Regions from separate parts of the Mus musculus genome. Here all the other regions are linked to region 1. The links are chromatin contacts, called in public HiChIP or PLAC-seq and promoter capture Hi-C maps. All regions are on one chromosome and are shown on one strand. Each heading gives the region's core, a stretch centred on a gene start, on an enhancer-like site or on the middle of the called end of the contact. The rest is flanking DNA. Distances are from core to core; before and after follow the strand shown. Region 1 holds the start of Qrfprl (pyroglutamylated RFamide peptide receptor like). Region 2 holds the start of Mad2l1 (MAD2 mitotic arrest deficient-like 1). Region 3 holds the start of 2610300M13Rik (a long non-coding RNA gene).

Region 1 (2,837 bases), core at 183-2,682:
AGATAAAACATTTCTAACCTATAATCTATTTACAGTGATCTATATACCCTGGGTCACTTTCAAGCCAAACCTATGTACTCAATATTTGATGGATTTTTTTTTTTTTAGGAAATATATCAGATGAAATGACAGCAATTTACTATCCTTATCCCCAACAATTAATGCAACTCAAGTTCATGAAAAACCGCAACACTGAAGGTATTCGCTGGTAATCCCCTAGTGGTAGGAGGTAAGGAGTGATGAAAGAGCCTCCAGTAGTTTAAATAAATTAGCCTTAGGGACAGAAATGGCAGGGTAAGAAGGCATAATGATCCATTTCTCATGCATTTACAACCACTTTCTAAGAATTTCAATGTACCCACAGGATACAGCACTCTAGAAAGCAGGGGTAGAATTGCTATTTCCTGCCTAAGTTGCCCTGGAAGCAGTGGGAGATCATTATCAGTGATCTCGAGGCCCCTGGAACCCAGCGTCCACCTTTCTTCTGTTCCACCCACTGCCTCTCTCATTGCCTCCAGTCTCTGATTTCTTTGCCAGTCCTACCCCTTGTTCTAATGAAGAGCAATTTCACCTGTCCTTTAGAAATGAAGAGGGGACATGTTTACTTAATATTACTAAACCAACACATTTTTGCTCAGTGTCTACTTGTTGTGAAAGGTTTTAAGTCTGTGTGTTATTAGTTAATACATGCAAAACCTTGTCTGGAAGCCACATATATAACTGGGAAGGAAACCTGGAAGTTGGGGGAAAGAAGAGAAAAAAAAATGACCTTTGAAATGTTTTATTATTTGAAAGATTATTCTAAAATTGCAATGGTTTATTTTAAACAGCGTGTGGGGGAACAGCATGTAATTACGGTGAGGGGCTGAAATGAATGAAGAATCATGCTGCTGTGGACTGTACTTAAATCTTACCACAATCAATATATCTATGGGACAAGGAGGGATGCTGGCCCCAAGCAGAAAATAAAACAAAGAAACAAACGCCCCCTCAGCAAGTAAGCCCTGCTGAGAAGTTCCAAAAATTCAGGGGTTCTCTTGATGGAGAAAACAAAAGGCGACCAGAAAGGAAAATGCCTAGCGGGGACCTCCTTACCCCCCAGCCAGGTGTCCGAGACGTTCTGGAGCATGGTGACCGGGATGCAGAAGAAGACGATGAGCAGGTCGCTGAGTGCCAGGGAGCAGATGAAGATGTTGGTGACGGTGCGCATGGCCTTGCTGCGGGTCACCACATAGACTACCAGGGCGTTGCCGAAGAGCGCCAGGGCAAAGATGAGCATGCCGACCAGCAGGAGGGCCAGCCTGGCGCGCGCGGGAAGCTGCGGGGTGAGCACCAGTGGCCGCAGCCCATAGTGCGCGATGAACTGAGCGCGCGTCAGGTTGTGCAGCCGAAGCAGCGCCGAGAGCTGCTCCGCGGTCAAGTTCCACGACATGCCGGGCTCGGGAGGCGTCTCGTCCGCGCGTGGGGCAGTCGAGGACCGGGAGGTATAGGAGAGAAGCCAGAAGCCGTGCCGCCGTGCCGTGCCGTGCCGTGCCCTGCCGTGCCGTGCGAGCGGCGCGAGAGAGTCTAGCAGTGACCAGAGCAAAGTCAGAGCCGCCAAACTGTTTGCAGTTCTAAGAAAGTTCCCAGCCAGGCGCTGCGGTCCTCAGAAACCTCGCAGCGCCACGCGAGGCTCAGTGTCCAGTTTTCTGGACCTTAGTGGAGCTGAACCCCGCCCCTCCGCGCACTTCCCAGCCCCTGGAGAGCCGCCTCCTGCAGCAAAGCACCTAACAAGGAGTGCCCTGCCTTGCTGGAACCACCCAAAGCCATGCCCCAGCCCAGGTTGATGATACTAAAACAAAAACTGTTGTTGAGGTTTGGAAAGCCTCTTGGTTCTCCTCTTGTAAAATCATGTATGGGCCACAACTACCCATGGCAAAGTGGAGTTCAAGTCTTTTCAGCTTTGAAATAATAATTACAGAAGAGAAGTTGCAGTCATAAAAAGAGGGTTCCAGGCATACTCTGACTTTCTCCGTTTTGTCATAACTGTGTATGACAAAGTACAAACCTAAAAATTGACATAGATAGAGAGAGAGAGAGAGAGAGAGAGAGAGAGAGAGAGAGAGTGTGTGTGTGTGTGTGTGTGTAACAAAATCAAGATACAAAACTCCATCACCGCCCAGATCTCACTCTGGGACATTTTCATGACCATGACCGCGCTCCTCCGTTCATGACCTCTAACCTCTAGCAGTCTCTGCACATCTGTCAAGAGTATAATAATATAAACAGAATCAGAATCTATATACTTTGTGTGTATGTGATCTCCTCCACCTTGACACAATATGCTGTAAACCTATCCAGGTTGTGAGATGTTTTGTAAATCTAACCAGGTTGTGAAGTGTATTGTCAATCTGTCCAAGTTGTGGGGTGTATTGCTGACATATACTAGTTTATTTCACTATTCCTTCCTTGTAAAACAGTTGGGGTGTCTCCAGCTTTGGGCTATAAAACTGCTATGAAGAAACATGGACTGGTTTCTGTATGGCTATAGTTTGCACTTTAATTATGGGAAGCATCAAGAAGTTTGTCTAGTCTGTGATGTTCTAGTTAGTTGTTTTGTTTTGTTTTTGTTTTGTTTAAACATCTTAGTACAAGGCAGAGTTTCTTATCAGCTTAGCACAAGAGAAGAGGAAACCACATTTGAGAAAATGCCTATAGGCAAGTCTGGGGAGTATTTTCTTGGTTAAAGACTAATGTGGGAGAGCCCGGATCTGGGTAGGCAGTGCCAACCCAGACAGGTGATTCTGGACGATATAGGAAATCAGGCTGAGCAAGCCATGAAAGAGCAAGCCAGTAAG
Region 2 (2,837 bases), core at 162-2,661, 1.2 Mb before region 1:
AGGACAGCCAGAGCTACATAAAGAGACCTGTCTCAAAAGCAAAGCAAAACAAAACGGCCTTAAAGACAGATGCCAAGCTAACCATGTTCAGGTGGCCACCAAAAGGCCATTTTAATACTGAAGTTAACAAAAAAAGCAATAAACACTGTTAATGAATTTACAATTAAAACAAACTACAACACCCTTTCACGTACAATAAAACTCAAAGAGAAAAAAAGGCAGTTGCAATGCTTTTAGAATTGGTATTTTGTATGATTTCATTGGGAGCTACAAAGCAAAACACAGAATGGCGAAATCCTTTTAATCGGGTAAAATTTCCAATTTGCTGCAACTGGTTAACCTACAAAACCCACTCTTAAAGCAGCTTAAAGATTCCTAACATCAAGACATTCAGCCTACTTAAAAAGAGGTGGGGATTCCCTCCATTGCTTGCTTCCTCCCAGTTGAGAATGACATTTGAGAAGGCATGTTGCTTTAAGTTACTTGGGACACAAACCTGTAAGATCACACACTGAAAACGTGATTACCTTTTAGCTGTTCCACCACATTATTGAGATACTTTATGAGCTCGGGGTCAGTAGTTGTAAGCAAGGTGAGTCCATATTTCTGCACTCTAGTAAAGGTTTCCGACGGATAAATGCCACGCTGATACAAAATGCTGTTGATGCCAAATGCTGAAAACGAAAGAAATAAAGCCGTAACCGTGTAATAACGTTTAAGTCTCCCAGAAAGCAGAGTAGGCACAAAAAGACACGGAAAACCTTTAACCCAGCAATGTCCAACTTCGCAGGTTTGCTAAGTGTAAATACAGAGCATGTGGTCAGAGGATGTCAACACAGACCCCAGCTTTCAGAGAGCGAGTAAGATGATGACCCAGGTCAGCCCCGTTAGGTTCCAGGAGGCCCAGGCCTGCGCTGGGTGGTGCAGCGTTCCCCGCCCCCGGGAGGATCCGTGGTTCCGTCCTAGCGCGCGTCCTAAGGCCCGGCTCAGCCTCAGCTCTCTCTGGCGGCGGGGGCTGCGCTCAGCACTCACAGAAAAACTCGGCCACGATTTCTGCGCTCCCACGCAGGGTGATGCCTTGCTCTCGGGCGAGCTGCTGTGCCATCACTAGATCGAACGGAGAACACTACCAACCTCACCGCAGACGGCGCCCTAATGGCTTCTAAGCTATTCCCCGCCACCCGGTTCAAAAATAACTACGCAGCCCGCCGGTTGCTCGGTGCGCAGGCGTAATGAGCCCTAAGCCCCACCTACGTCGCCAGTTTCCGGCTGGCTTTGTAACTCCGAATCCCTCCCTAAGGCCGCCTCAGGCTTCCGTTTTGTTCCCTAAGCCCCTCCCACATTAGAGAGCCGGGTCTCTTCAACATTCCGCTCCACATCGGCTCTTCCGCCCTATGCCCAGTTGCACCACGGGTTAAAGCCCCGCCCAAAGCGACTTGTATCCGGCCCTGGCTCCGCCCTCGCTGGCTGACCGAATGAGCAAGCGCAGAGTGGTTGGGGCGTCTTGTTCCAGGTCCTGGTGACCTACAAGGTCCGTACTGTGCAGGACCTCGGATGAGGTGACCTAGAAGCGGCCCAGAGATGGTCCTGAGATTACCTGCCTGTCAAACCCGTGGTCTGAGCATCCCTGAAGCATGGTCTCAGCTTCGAGGATAGTTTCAAGTCTGGGAGAACCTGGTTTTTGGTTTTGTTAAATATGATGAAGGGAACTAGGTGGGACAGAAGCTTAATGATGCTTGTCACCAAGTAGAGAAGCGAACCCCTGCAAATTGTGTACACACACACACACTAATAATCATTTAGTAATGTCTTTATTTTTCTATACTACATAGATTTTATAAGTCCACAAAGGATTTAAATGATAGAGACACTTGATTTCCTTTTTTTTTTTTTTTTTTTTTTTTTTTTTGCAATTAGCTTGCTTTTAAGTTTTTAGTCATATGTACTTTCTTTTTGATCGTTTAAGGCCTATACCAGAGCATGTACGATTACATATGGGATTCATGCTACAGTTTTAATATTGTACAGTAGTATTGTGTCCAGGAGATGGCACATCTTCCAACTATGCTAAATGGTTCTAACTCTGGTACTCAGACTGCATTTTGAAACCAGTTGACTATTAGAGATACTATCATATGCAGGTTTAAGAAGATGGCTCAGTGGGTAAGAGTGACTGCTGTTCCGAAGGTCCTGAGTTCAAATTCCAGCAATCACATGGTGGCTCACAACCATCTGTAATGAGATCTGACGCCCTCTTCTGGTGTGTCTGAAGACAGCTACAGTGTACTTATATATAATAATAATAATAATAATAATAATAATAATAATAATAAATAAATCTTTGAAGAAGAAGAAGAAAGAACAAGGAGAAGAAAGAAGAAGGTTTAGAGCCTGAACTAAACAGATGCCAGGGAAGTTGTATAAACAATACATCAGAGAAAGAAACTGTGACATATGAGGAGGAAAGAAATGGTGGTATAGATAAAAGTGAGGTACTAGCTCTTTCTTACCAAACGGTGGTTGGACTTAATCTAATTTATTTCAGAAACATTAAAAGATCTGGAATCTTTGATGGTTGATTTCTTTCCTATTTCCTTTTGACTGCGTGGTTTAACATTACCTCTCTCCCCATTTATTAAAAGCAATACTATAAAATACTTGAAAAATTCTCAGTTTCTCATATTTACTTTGACTCACAATTTTGTAGACTCTTGCTGTGTATTATTTAGGGTAAGAATGTTTGAACAGGGAGGAATAGAAATTGACCCCCCCCCTTGGTATTAAAATAAGTATTTTTTTTTTCTAAATCTAGAAGCACATAAAGTTTGAGGCTGAAG
Region 3 (2,837 bases), core at 205-2,704, 1.1 Mb before region 1:
TCAGCTACATCCTGGGCCCCACAAACATTTTAATGGCCTATTAAATTTTATCTGTACATATACATCAATCTTCCTTTACATTATGGACTGTAACATATTTGCCTTTATATATAGTTTTGGTGGGTTAGGAGAACACAGGAAAGTCTAAATTTAATTAAATAATCAATAACTGTGTATTGTGTACAGTCCAGGAGAACACATGCATTGAGCTAACAGCAAAATAAGCAGGTAACTAAGAATGTGAGGAGATATAAAGTTAATTTTCATGTTGTATTTTACAATTTGAATATTGTCACTCCATTACTTGCCAGCATTTCAAAGGTATTGTTACTATACTGTGCTATCTATAACTAATCAAGAAGTGACAGTAAACACACACAGCTCATAGAAGAGCTTCAGTTGACGTGTGTGCTGCTGCAGCTCTGATACTAAATAGTAAGACTGTCTAAATACATTATCAGAACTTTTGCCTACTTTTTCTCAGTTAAAAAGATATCCAGTTGTCTAAAACCTCTCAAAAATAACTTTCACGTTGTTATTCTCAGAATGAACATTTAGAAATGTTTGCAAAATGTATGATTATTTTTCGATCTAATGAACTTATTTTTTTCAAAACTGGCGATGGAACTCTGTACCTTGTGTGTACCAAGCAGCACAGTACCACTGAGATGCACTCTTCCTAAGCTAGAATATATGGAAATAGAACTTTCAGTTCATCTTTGTGTTCCTAGAACAGGGCAAATTCTGTTTGGTTCACCCAGAAACTGTGTTTCTACCAGGAAATGCTCATCAAAGACTTATAATTATGAATTTTAGATTCTTCAGTTGAAACAGAGAGTTGAGACTATTTTCCTGGATATATGCGGAAAAACAATAAGTGTTTTTTTTATAACGAAACATTGTAAGGACAAGGGCTAAGCTACTTTGGAAGTTGTGCTTATTCAACAATGGTAAGAAGGCTGTAGTTTTAATTTGTTTCAGTAGATGGCACTAGGGTCTCAAGTAAAAACTCAGTTTTAGGAAAAACAAAAAAAAAATGTCTTTACTATTTAAAACAAAGCAGATGTCATAAAAATCCATGGGACTATTATATGAATAATCACATACGTACAAACAAGTGGAAATTAAATATTCATCAGATATCTTGCTTCAGCTTTCTTAACCCTAAACAATTGTGGAAGATTAGATAGATTGAAGAGAGAAATAAACACAAACTTGAAGATTATAGTTCCGCAGAAAAGTCTCCAGGATGTTTTTAGTTACAGTTTCCTTGCAAGATTTATTTCTTTAAAATATTTTAAAGAATCACATTATTTTCTCCTTTTCTAGTTGTACTCACTAGCTGTTCACAACTTGGACACGGAAGAAAGCCTAGAAGATCTCTACCTAGAATTCACAAAACAAAGCAAGCACATACACGTTGTTTGAAAAGATTCCCTCCTTAGAAGCCTTGGCTCTTTTTGTGAACATTGTTAGGATCTACTCAGTGGAGAGAGCTGTAGTTTTATTCCTTCTGATATCTGAGACCAACAAGTAAGTGTTCACCCTGGAAGTCTCTCATTTTCTTTGACTGTTTCTTATTTTTTATACAAAGACTCACCATGTAGCCCAGGCTAGCCTAGAACATAAGATCTCTTCTGTCTCTTTCCTTAGTGTTGGGACTCCTTGATTTAAAACAATTACCCTTTATTTCTATCTCTTCTTATAGAAAACTGGGTATCTTGGATGTAGTGTTTGCAACTCTTTATTACAATCACTCTTTATCTTTTCCTAGGCTCAATGATTATTACCAGCTGGTTAAAATACAGTGTTTGTAAAACAAACCAGTATTTCCTTGTATACTTTAAAAGTATGATTATATTATATAAACATATTACAACTATTCTCATTTTCTTTAACCAGATAGAAGTTAATGATTAGAGAAATCCACATCTCTACTTAAAAAGTTTTAAAATACTATGAGAGGATATTGATGTAGAGAAAATTTTCATGGAAAATGTATGACATAATAATTACACAGTAATAAAAATATAGGAGCATAAAGACAAAAGAAGTACTGAGATTTTAATTCTGTGATTACACAATTGTGTTTTTACAAGGAGCTAAAACTGTTTGGCTTCAATAGTGTAACTTCCCAAAAGTCACTTTGTTGTGATGTCCCCAAATTCCAGAGCTTTCTCTTTGCCCTCACCCAATCCGACTCACTGGCTCATCTTTGGCTTTTGTGTGGTGTCTTCACTGAGTAAAGCCACGACAGAGGAATGGAACCACAGTCTCCTCCTGAGTCCACATCGTCCCCAGTGCAAACACGTGTTGCAAAGGATTTCAGTTTTACTATTGCAGTCAGTAGAGAAACCAACTGGGGATAAGTTTGAAGGACGTGCTGCTGATCTTAGATGCCTTCTTGAAGTCAACCACATAAGCAGGTAAGTTTTTATGCTCCTTTCGAGTAACTAAGTTTTTCTTTCTTTTTTCTTTTTTTCCATTTTACTTTGTTTTGAAGGGACACAGGGTTATGAGTCAGCGCTTTTAAGAGTCAGGAAGGAACCAATAGAAAAAGAGGATTCCCTGCTCTCTGCCTGTTTGATGGGACTTTATTACTGGAGTTTGCCACATGGCAGCAGTTACCTTAAGGTGGAATTTGGAGATGGCAGTGGAGAGCAGGGAGAAGCAGCACAGAGCATTGAAACGCCATAGAACCCGCACAGATGCAGGCTGGGATGCTTTTACAAAACATTGTTTCTGACGGAAAGTTCGACTTTGCCCCCTCCCCCTTAAATTACAGCAACAGATACAGGGAAGATTATTGTAAGATTATTATTGAAAAGGTTTGCCTG

The links. Promoter capture Hi-C pulls out the DNA fragments that hold promoters and counts their contacts. HiChIP or PLAC-seq counts read pairs in DNA pulled down with a chosen protein or histone mark.
Region 2: an H3K27ac HiChIP or PLAC-seq map of embryonic stem cells shows a contact between it and region 1, with 7 times the contacts expected there. The contact joins the promoter of Mad2l1 here to the promoter of Qrfprl in region 1. A contact is called at or near these places in 7 of 39 promoter capture datasets (the 3T3-L1 cell line, the SN4741 cell line, cranial neural crest and 4 more) and 8 of 115 datasets of contacts at active chromatin or transcription factors (astrocytes, bone marrow-derived macrophages, embryonic stem cells and 2 more).
Region 3: a contact with region 1 is called in a promoter capture Hi-C map of hippocampal neurons, with 5 times the contacts expected there. The contact joins the promoter of 2610300M13Rik here to the promoter of Qrfprl in region 1. A contact is called at or near these places in 7 of 39 promoter capture datasets (the 3T3-L1 cell line, the C10 cell line, cranial neural crest and 4 more).

Annotation. Positions count from the first base shown.
Region 1 is chr6:65,379,889-65,382,725 of GRCm38.p6, reverse strand. It overlaps Qrfprl (pyroglutamylated RFamide peptide receptor like), which reads right to left and starts at 1,432. Exons shown (of 6, transcript NM_175524.4): 1 at 1,096-1,432. The coding sequence starts at 1,432.
Region 2 is chr6:66,533,795-66,536,631 of GRCm38.p6, reverse strand. Mad2l1 (MAD2 mitotic arrest deficient-like 1) reads right to left here and starts at 1,411. Exons shown (of 6, transcript NM_001355624.1): 1 at 1,033-1,411; 2 at 528-674. The coding sequence starts at 1,105.
Region 3 is chr6:66,465,100-66,467,936 of GRCm38.p6, reverse strand. It overlaps 2610300M13Rik (a long non-coding RNA gene), which reads left to right and starts at 1,454. Exons shown (of 3, transcript XR_869151.1): 1 at 1,454-1,533; 2 at 2,172-2,426.